Regions from separate parts of the Sus scrofa genome. Here region 2 is linked to region 1. The links are chromatin contacts, called in public promoter capture Hi-C maps. All regions are on one chromosome and are shown on one strand. Each heading gives the region's core, a stretch centred on a gene start, on an enhancer-like site or on the middle of the called end of the contact. The rest is flanking DNA. Distances are from core to core; before and after follow the strand shown. Region 1 holds the start of DHX34 (probable ATP-dependent RNA helicase DHX34). Region 2 holds the start of ALDH16A1 (aldehyde dehydrogenase family 16 member A1).

Region 1 (4,470 bases), core at 1,108-3,607:
GCACATCCCTCTCGGCTGCCGCCTGTGCAAGCACGTGGGCCAGAAAGAGCTGCATCCCTGCTACTCTCAAGGGCGTCTATGTTCTCTTAGGCCGCCTATTAACGAGTTTCTGCAGCTACCAGTTTCTCTGTAACTCTGTCACTGACCATCTGGCCATCTCTTGGTCTGCATTTCCTAGGCTGACAGCTTTCAGAGGTTTCCTCTGCTTGCCTTTTCTTGCCTGTCTGGCTCTTTGGGTCTCCGGTCTTTTTCGGTCCATCTTGCCCATCACCCTTCTCTCTCTTCCCTTTCCTGCCTGGTGCCATCTCTTTTCATTTATCTGATTCTTTCCTACTCTGCTTCTATTTTTTCAGTATGATTTTCCTCCATTTGACTCCATCTCGCTTGAGTTCTCCAATTGACTTTCTGGTTTTCTTCGGAACCAGAAGCCTGGCTTTCTGTGTGACTTTCTTTTTATCCTGACTCTCCGTCTTGGGCTCTATCACTGTCTCCTCCTCCATCCTAACCATCTCCTCATCCCGCTTCATTTCTCCACCTAAAATTTTGTTTCCCAGTTGTCTGAAGCTTTAATAGCCAGCATTTACTTACGGCTTATCCATTTATCAGGTACTGTTCTAAACCACTCATGTATTTATATGCATATGCACACACACACACACACACACACACACACAGTCTATATATACACCTTTCTCACAACCCAAAGAAGGTGCTATTAACATTATCTGAGCCAGAGAGCGTTTCATTAAGTGGTAAGCGGCAGATGACCAATTCCAATCTGAGGATTCAGGCTTCATTTTCCTATCTCCAATTTTCAGTGTAATTCTCCATTTTTCAATCTGACACTGTCTTCTTGGTTCTACTTGCTCTCTGCATCCTCAGAATTAATCTCTTCATTCGTCTGGCTGTATCTCCCGTTTCCCACCTATCTTCCTCCATGCTCATCTCTTGCTTTCTTTCCCAGATCCCTCAGCTGCCTCTTTTCAATCCCTCTGTCAGCTCTTGCCAGGTTCTCCCTATTTCACCGGCTCCATCTTTCTATTACCCAGTGGCCTCTCCTGATTCGTCTCTATTTCCTTCATTAACCTGTCATCCTATTGGGTCTATTTCCTTTTTTTTTTTTTTTTTTGGTCTTTTTAGAGCCGCGCCCTCGGCATATGGAAGTTCCCAGGCTAGGGGTCAAGTCACAGCTGCAGCTGCTGGCCTACACCACAGCCACAGCAACTCCAGATCCTTAACCCACTGAACGAGGCCAGAGACTGCACCCACATCCTCATGGGCACTAGTGGGGTTCGTTACCGCTGAGTCACTACAGAAATTCCCCTCTATTTCTTTTGGTCTTTTTTTTTTTTTTTTCTTTTTGCCTTTTCTAGGGCCGCTTCCCGCGGCATATGGAGGCTCCTAGGCTAGGGGTCTAATCGGAGCTGTAGTCCCCGGCCTACGCCACAGCCACAACAGATCCAAGCCGCGTTTATGACCTACGCCACAGCTCACGGCAATGCCAGATCCTTAACCCACTGAGCGAGGCCAGGGATAGAACCCCACGACCTCATGGCTCCTAGTCGTATTCCTTAACCAGAGACACGACGGGAACTCCTCTCGCAGTCCCTGTGAACCTCTCTCGTTGGGACCCACCAGCCTCTTGCTCTGGACCTCGCTAGTTTTCAGCTCTCAACCTTCCTGGCTTTGGCTCCCTCAATGCGTCGAAGATTCTTTTCGTGCCTCTACTGTAGCGGGAGGGGGCCGTGCCCTCCCAGATCAAAGGGAAGAAGCCGTGCTGCACCGCCTCCATCTGACACGCATGCGTACTTCTATATCCCTGAGCGCAAGCGCATCTACAGTTGTCCGCCTAAAACTTAAGAGTATTCCTGATAAGAGGGACAAAGAAACTTAGACGTAGCGGAAAAACAAGCGGGGTATGTAAGGCAGCGCCGTTCGGGGCTCAGCCTCTGGATACTAATCCACCAAGCCAGTGCCTGCACGAATAAACGCTGCTTCCTGGTAAAAAGCCTTAGCGTCTCCTTTCCCAGGACTTAAGCCCCGCTCACACTACTCCTTTCAGCCTCCCCGACCCCCAGGGAACGCTCAGGCTCCATCTCGGTCCACTTCTCCCCGCCGTTCGGCCTCCTCGGGCACATGTCCTCATCTCGGGATTTCTCTCTACCCCTCCCATCGTTCCCAAGCTGTCCCGGGACGCAGCCCAACTCCCGGCGCCACCACCAACACCCAGCGCAGCCGCTCGACCGCTCACCTCACTAACCACAGCGATCTGCTCAACTTCCCGCCCACTGCCCTGCACGCGCCCGAAGCCGGTTCTGCGCCTGCGCACGCCACCCTCACAGCCCAGCCCCGCCCCGCCGCAGAGGGAGGACCCAGTGGGCAGCTTCCAGTAATCCGTCTGCGCCTGCGTCCGGCGCTCTCAGGCCCGGCCTCCCTTCCGGCGGAGCCTGGGAGGAAGCTGTAGCGTCTTGGGGCGGGGAAAGGCAGCACGGTGGTTTGCTTTGCCTTTCGCCTGAAGAGCCTCTTGCCCTCCCGGACCAGTCGGAGGTCCGGGTATTTAGCCCAGCTGGGAAGCTGGCTGGAGCCCAAACACTATTGAAACACTCCCATGAGTGTTTTCTTTATTATAGTTCGTAATTATTAGTGCGTAATTCTGTTAATGTACAATTCACCCTATGAAGTCACTAATAAGTGATACAACCTGACTATCCGGATTTCCGTCTTGGAGGTCCTAGTGATACCTGAAAGATAATACAGGAATCTGGCTTCTTGTTCATCCAGTTGAAGAATGAACTCCGCGAACACAAACGCAGCAAGCAAGCAAAGTGTTTATTAAAGGAAAGCAGATAGCTCCCAGGCTGCTGGGAGTGGGGGAGAAGAGCCCCCTTTCTCTGTTGTCCTATAGGGGTTTTTATCCCTTAAAGATGGGGGGGTACCAACCTGGGGTCCGGAAAGATGTCGCTTTCTCCCAGTGGCCTTGTTCAATTACCTATATCAGTCCCTGTCCAATAGGGCCTTAGGGGTGGAAATGTCCCATAAATGTCATTGTTTCTTTGACCTTTTCTTCCCGTAACCCGAGTCACAGGGGATTAGGGATTAAAATCCACCTGGGCGTAGGTACACTCCTTGTAGTAAACAAGGCCTGTGGGATGTTACTCCCTGGAGCCCTTAGGCCACAAATGTTAATCAAAGGCCATATCAAAGAATGCATGGAAGCCCAGGCTCCTACACTGACAACCTGAGTTAATATTCTCCCTCACTAGCTTGAGGTCATCTTTGCGTTTACTGGTTCCTCTACGGAGAATGTTCTCCCCAGGGACTATCATGGCTTGCAGCCCCACAGTTTTCAGCTTTCTGCTCAAATGTTACTTTCTGGGAGATGTCTTCTCTGACTATGCTACTTTTTTTTGGGGGGGTTCTTTGCTTTTTAGGGTTGCACCTGTGGCATATGGAGGTTCCCAGGCTAGGAGTCTGGTCGGAGCTGCAGCTACCCGCCTATACCACAGCCACAACAACGCGGGATCCAAGTCTGCGACCTCATGGTAATGTAGGATCCTTAACCCACTGAGCGAAGCCAGGGATCGAACCCAAAACCTCATGGTTCCTAGTCCGGATTCATTTCTGCTGAGCCACTATGGGAACTCCTGACTACACTACTTTAAATAGAATCACTCCTTAGCCCTTTCCTGCTTTGTTTCTCTCCATAAAGAATGCAGTTCTGCTTGACATCCTATTTCTTTTAATCTGTCTTTCCCACCAAAATGACTACAAACTTGGGGGGTTCGGGGAGTTCCCTGGTGGTATAGTGATTAAGGATTTTGCCTTGTCCCTGCTGTGGCTCGGCTTCATTCCCTGGCCGGGGAACTTCCAAATGCTGCTCACACACAGCACCCTGTCCCCCCCCCACATAAAAAACCTTCAAGGGTTCAAGGGCCTGCTGGCTTGTGCGTCTGGATGAAGGATGGGTGAGTAGTGGGGAAAGAGGTGGGGAAAAGGAGGGGCAGAAATCATACACACCAAAGCAAGAGCTTTGGTTTCTACTCTGAGTGAACTGGGACCCACGGGCGGAGTTCCATGGACTTTAGATTTTAACAGAGTCCTCTGGCTCCCAAGTAGGGAACGAATATGGGATTCGAGATGAGAAAAAGGGGACCGGGGAGGAGGCTGCTGCAATAGGTGAGAGCTGCAATAGGCAGCTGGGCCAGGATGATGGCAGAGAAGATGGATGTTTTAAGGCAGAACCTGCAGGGATTGGCTGACACATTGGGTTTGGCATATGAGAGAAAGAGAGGTGGCAAGGATGACCCCAAAGATCTTGGCGGGAGTGCCTGGAAATAGGGAGTTGCCATCAGTTGAGATGGCGAAGATGCAGGAGGAGGGCTAAGAGAGAGTCCAGAGTCCTGTCTTCAGCACTGTTGAGTTACCTTTTCATACATTGAATTGGGAGGTCGCATGTGAATTGCATGTAAT
Region 2 (4,470 bases), core at 1,103-3,602, 1.4 Mb before region 1:
GACAGGGATTGAGCCAGATCGGAAACCATGTACCAGACCCTAAATCTTTGGGTTTTGAAGCAAAAGACCTTTCCTTTAGCCTCCCCTCAGTCTCAAAAGGCTGACTCAAGGAGTTCCTGTTGTGGCTCAGTGGTTAACGAATCTGACTAGGAACCATGAGGTTGCAGGTTCGATCCCTGTCCTCGCTCTGTGGGTTAAGGAGCCGGTGTTGCCGTGAGCTGTGGTGTAGGTCGCAGACGCAGCTCGGATCTGGCATTGCTGTGGCTCTGGCATAGGCTGGCAGCTACAGCTCTGATTAGACGCCTAGCCTGGGAACCTCCATAAGCCACGGGTGCAGCCCTAGAAAAGGCAAAAAAAAAAAGACAAAAAAAAAAAAAAAAAAGGCTGACTCAAGAGTTAACGATTGGGAAATAAAACCAGTTAAAACAGTCTCCATTATGTTATGTCCTACCTTGGCCCACTAACTTCTTACTAATATTTACTTTCTATTATTTATATATTTCTTTTTCTTTTTTTTTTTTTTTAAGGGCCAAACCCACAGCATATGGAAGTTCCCAGGCTAGGGGTTGAATCAGGGCTGTGGCTGTTGGCCACAGCCACAGCCACGCCAGACCTGAGCTGCGTCTGCAACTTACACCACAGCTCATGGCAATGCTGGATCCTTAACCCAGTGAGCGAGGCCAGGGATCGAACCTGAGTCCTCACGGATACTGGCCGGGTTACCACTGAGCCATGACGGGAACTCCTAATACTTTCTAATTATCTTGCACCTAGTGTCCGGTTTTTCACAAATGATCTCTTCCTTGCTAACTGCTTTCTTTTACTCACGGTTACTTTCTAGAGTTATATTGCGCCTAGTGTTTTCTCTTCTAATTCAAGCACTAACACCCCTTCCCTGTAAGCAATCTTCAGTCCACAGAGGTCAAGGAATGATAAGCACGAAGACAACCAGAAACCATCACGGGACCCGCTGATGCCGGCCTTGATGACACTGAAATGATCTATGGGTGCGAGTAACAAGGACCCCTCAATCAATAACCCTGACTCCCGAGCTAAACCTGTAAAACTCCTTGATATCCCCTCTCCAGGCAGGGCATGGTTTTGTGGCATCAGCCTGCTGTGTCCTCCTTTGCGTGGCAAAGCAATAAAGCTCTTTGTTCCCTTCCTTAAAACTGTCTCCGAGGACTTAATTGGGACTTAAATCCGAGGCCACATTTTCAGCCACAGACCCGCGGCCTTGTCCCTGCCCTCTCAACACGCAAACCCTGTCCCTCCTGCGTCTCTGCCTCACTCCCTCCTCTCCATCTCCAGAGCCTACGGCAGGCTCTGGTCTCACCATTATTCCAACCTCCTTCTTTCCCTCCAGGAAAGGCCAAGCTTCTCACGCCCGGGCGCTAGAGGGCCCTGTGCCTTCATGATGGCCCCGTGGGGGAATGCTGAGGGTAGTTACAGAAAATTCGAGGCACCCTACTTTTATAGGGAACCCCAAGAGCGTTCTTGGGGGACCCTGAGGGATCACGGGAGTCTTATGGAAGTCCTGAAGAATACGGAGGGGTCGCGGGAGCCCCATGGGGTTATTCTGAGGGGCTGAAGGTTATTACAGAAAGTTCTGATGTATTCTGGGGTTCTGAGAACTCCCGAGACTATAGGAACCCCACGAGTATTGAGGTGACCCTGAGGAATCACGGCGGCTCCGCGGAGGTTTTGGAGGTCTCTGGTTGATCAAGGGAGCCCCTCCAGGAATTCCGGGGAAACTCGGGAGCCATAGGATGTTCTGAGGAATCAACGGTAAGTCTACACGTGGGTTCTGAGTCCTCGGAAGATCACGGGAGCCCCCCAGGGAATCGCGGGAGGTTATGAGGGGGCCTTGATGAATCACAGGACCCCCTCGGGGGATTCTCGGAAGCACCCTCGGCGAAGCACCACCGTGAATTCTGGACCATGTAACGGGACAGCCACTGGGCCTCATGAGAAGAGACTATCGGGCTGAGGCAGCAACTCTAAGAAGCTCAACAAACCATCCTCCAGGGGTGGGTCCTAAGGAGTGGCGGGAATCGCGGGAGCTGAGAGGGGCGGAGTTACTGAGCTGCCGCGGTGGATCGTGGGAGTCCGCGCGCAAAACTCGGCTCCGAAGACTGGGGAGGGGGATGGGCAGCGCGGGCCGGGCGAGCCCTCACCAGTGCGCATGCGTGGCTCTCCGGCACGGGTCCGTACTCCAGCGTGGTGAAGATCTCGCTGGCGCGGGATCCTGTACACGTCTCGGCCATCGCGCTCCCCCGCCGCTTTCCACCGACTGCAGGGCGCTCTGCCGGAGGAAACCTCGAGGTCCGAAGGGTAGCACCGCCCCCTCCTACCCAAAGGGCGGGGCTATGGGAGATAGAGCGTAACCCCGCCCAGGACCTGGTGACCCCGCCCATGGGTCTGCGCACGGAAGTGTAGTTTGGATCATGCGCAGTCCTCAGAGCGGGGCGAATGGGGAACGAAAGTGTGAGTGACTTCAAATAGTTGTGAGAGCTCCAGCGTCTCGCTATCCTGTTTGTGTTGGATACCGGAATTGCAGTTTTTAGTCCTAAATACATTTTATCGAGAATAGAATCTAGTTCTGGAACGAGGTGGTTGTTCAGAGGTCAAAAGAGAGTCTTAGGATGGACACTGAAATTAATGTTTTTTTTTTTTTTTTTTTGTCTTTTTGCTATTTCTTGGGCCGCGCCCGCGGCATATGGAGGTTCCCAGGCTAGGGGTCAATCGGAGCTGTAGCCACCGGCCTACACCAGAGCCACAGCAACGCGGGATCCAAGCCGCGTCTGCAACCTACACCACAGCTCACGGCAACGCCGGATCCTTAACCCACTGAACAAGGCCAGGGATCAAACCCGCAACCTCATGGTTCCTAGTCGGATTCCTTAACCACTGCGCCACGACGGGAACTCCATGAAATTAATGTTCTTAAAGTGTGACAGATTTGCCCAGCTACTGGCCGGAGTCGGCTATCCGGAAGGAGCCGGAAGCGTGGCTTGAATCCCGCAGGAAGTGTGGCATTTAGTGACTATCAGGACTTTGTATTGATTGGTTGAGATGAGAGGCGTGGCTTCAGCCTTGGACTAGATTGGTCTGTGATTGGTAACGGAATACAGTTGCAGGATTGATGAAGCGTTGGGGTAGTGTGACTTACTCAAGTTCCTGATTACGCAGGGATCAAAAGAGTGGCTGTAGTTTGCACCTTTGGCACGCAGGACTTAGCATCTAGAGACACTGGCTCTTAAGAGATTTGACGACAGTATCTGGTCTGAGTGAAAGTGTCTCGGGCCAGATTCTCAGGTTTTCATACAGAATAGTGGGTGTCGCGATTTGGTTAAGGGCCCAGGAACTAGTCTCAGAGTTCAGATCCCGCCGATGGTTCCCCCACGCCGGGGTTGCTGAGGACGCCAAGGTCTCTCCCCCAGGGCCATGGCCGACTCGACGTTGCTGGTGCCGGAGCTAAACGAAGCAGAGACGATGGGCACGGAGACGACGCCTTTCGAGGAGCTGCTGCTGCAGGTGCGATTGAACGCACTCCTGGGTCCCTGGGGATTCGGGGAATACATATGTGTGTGTGTGTGTGTGTGTGTCCGTCCGTGCGGGAATTGTAGTTGTTTACCTTCAAGTTTGCTAGTCTCTGGAAGACATGGGAGCAAAATTGGGCTTGTTCTTCAGATTCCTCAAGGTAGGAAGGGGCCATAGTATGTCTTATGCCCTGCCTGGCTAGTATTCATAAAAATTGCTCAGTAAACATTTGCGAAACGAATGAGGGGGTTCTGATAGCACAAAGGCCAAACTTGAAAATTGCTTTCCTTCACACAGGCCTCCAAGGAGCTCCAGCAAGCCCAAACAAGCCGACCAGAATCTACACAGATACAACCTCAACCTGGTGAGAAAGACAGAAACGTAAAGAGAAAGAGATAGTGTCCCAGAGAGAGGTGGACCCTGACTGGGGGGCAGGGGACACAGGAAGAGGAGGGAGGGAGGAGAAACAGTAATGGTGGGGTAGAGAGGCTTTGAGCGGGAGGAGTGATGGAGACCCAGAGAGCAGGGAAGGGGCCAAGAGCCAAAGAGAGGCAGGGAGGACAGGTGTGACCAGCGGGACGAAGACTCAAAGGTAGTCAGAAATTCCAGGGCGGGGAGGGGAACAGCCCCAGAGAGTGGAGGACTAATACTCAAGGAGGGCGACAGATCAGAAGAAGGCTGGACCCCGAGATCCAGGCAGCAACAGAGGGTCACGGCCAAACCCATTTGCTCCAGGTTTCTGCATAAAGACCAACTCATCTGAAGGCAAGGTTTTCATCAACATCTGTCACTCTCCCTCCATCCCTCCTCCGGCTGACTTGACTGAGGACGAGCTGCTTCAAATGCTGGAGGAGGACCAAGCCGGGTTCCGCATCCCCATGAGTCTGGGAGAGCCGCATGCCGAACTGGATGCAAGTCAGTGCCTTG

The links. Promoter capture Hi-C pulls out the DNA fragments that hold promoters and counts their contacts.
Region 2: a contact with region 1 is called in a promoter capture Hi-C map of liver, with 10 times the contacts expected there. The contact joins the promoter of ALDH16A1 here to the promoter of DHX34 in region 1. A contact is called at or near these places in 1 of 5 promoter capture datasets (liver) and 1 of 47 Hi-C or Micro-C datasets (liver).

The regions. Positions count from the first base shown.
Region 1 is chr6:53,129,080-53,133,549 of Sscrofa11.1, reverse strand. DHX34 (probable ATP-dependent RNA helicase DHX34) reads right to left here and starts at 2,357. Exons shown (of 18, transcript XM_003127246.5): 1 at 2,252-2,357.
Region 2 is chr6:54,527,421-54,531,890 of Sscrofa11.1, reverse strand. It overlaps ALDH16A1 (aldehyde dehydrogenase family 16 member A1), which reads right to left and starts at 2,352. Exons shown (of 18, transcript XM_021094740.1): 1 at 2,178-2,352. The coding sequence starts at 2,267. It overlaps PIH1D1 (PIH1 domain containing 1), which reads left to right and starts at 3,134. Exons shown (of 9, transcript NM_001244978.1): 1 at 3,134-3,537; 2 at 3,841-3,907; 3 at 4,279-4,458. The coding sequence starts at 3,448.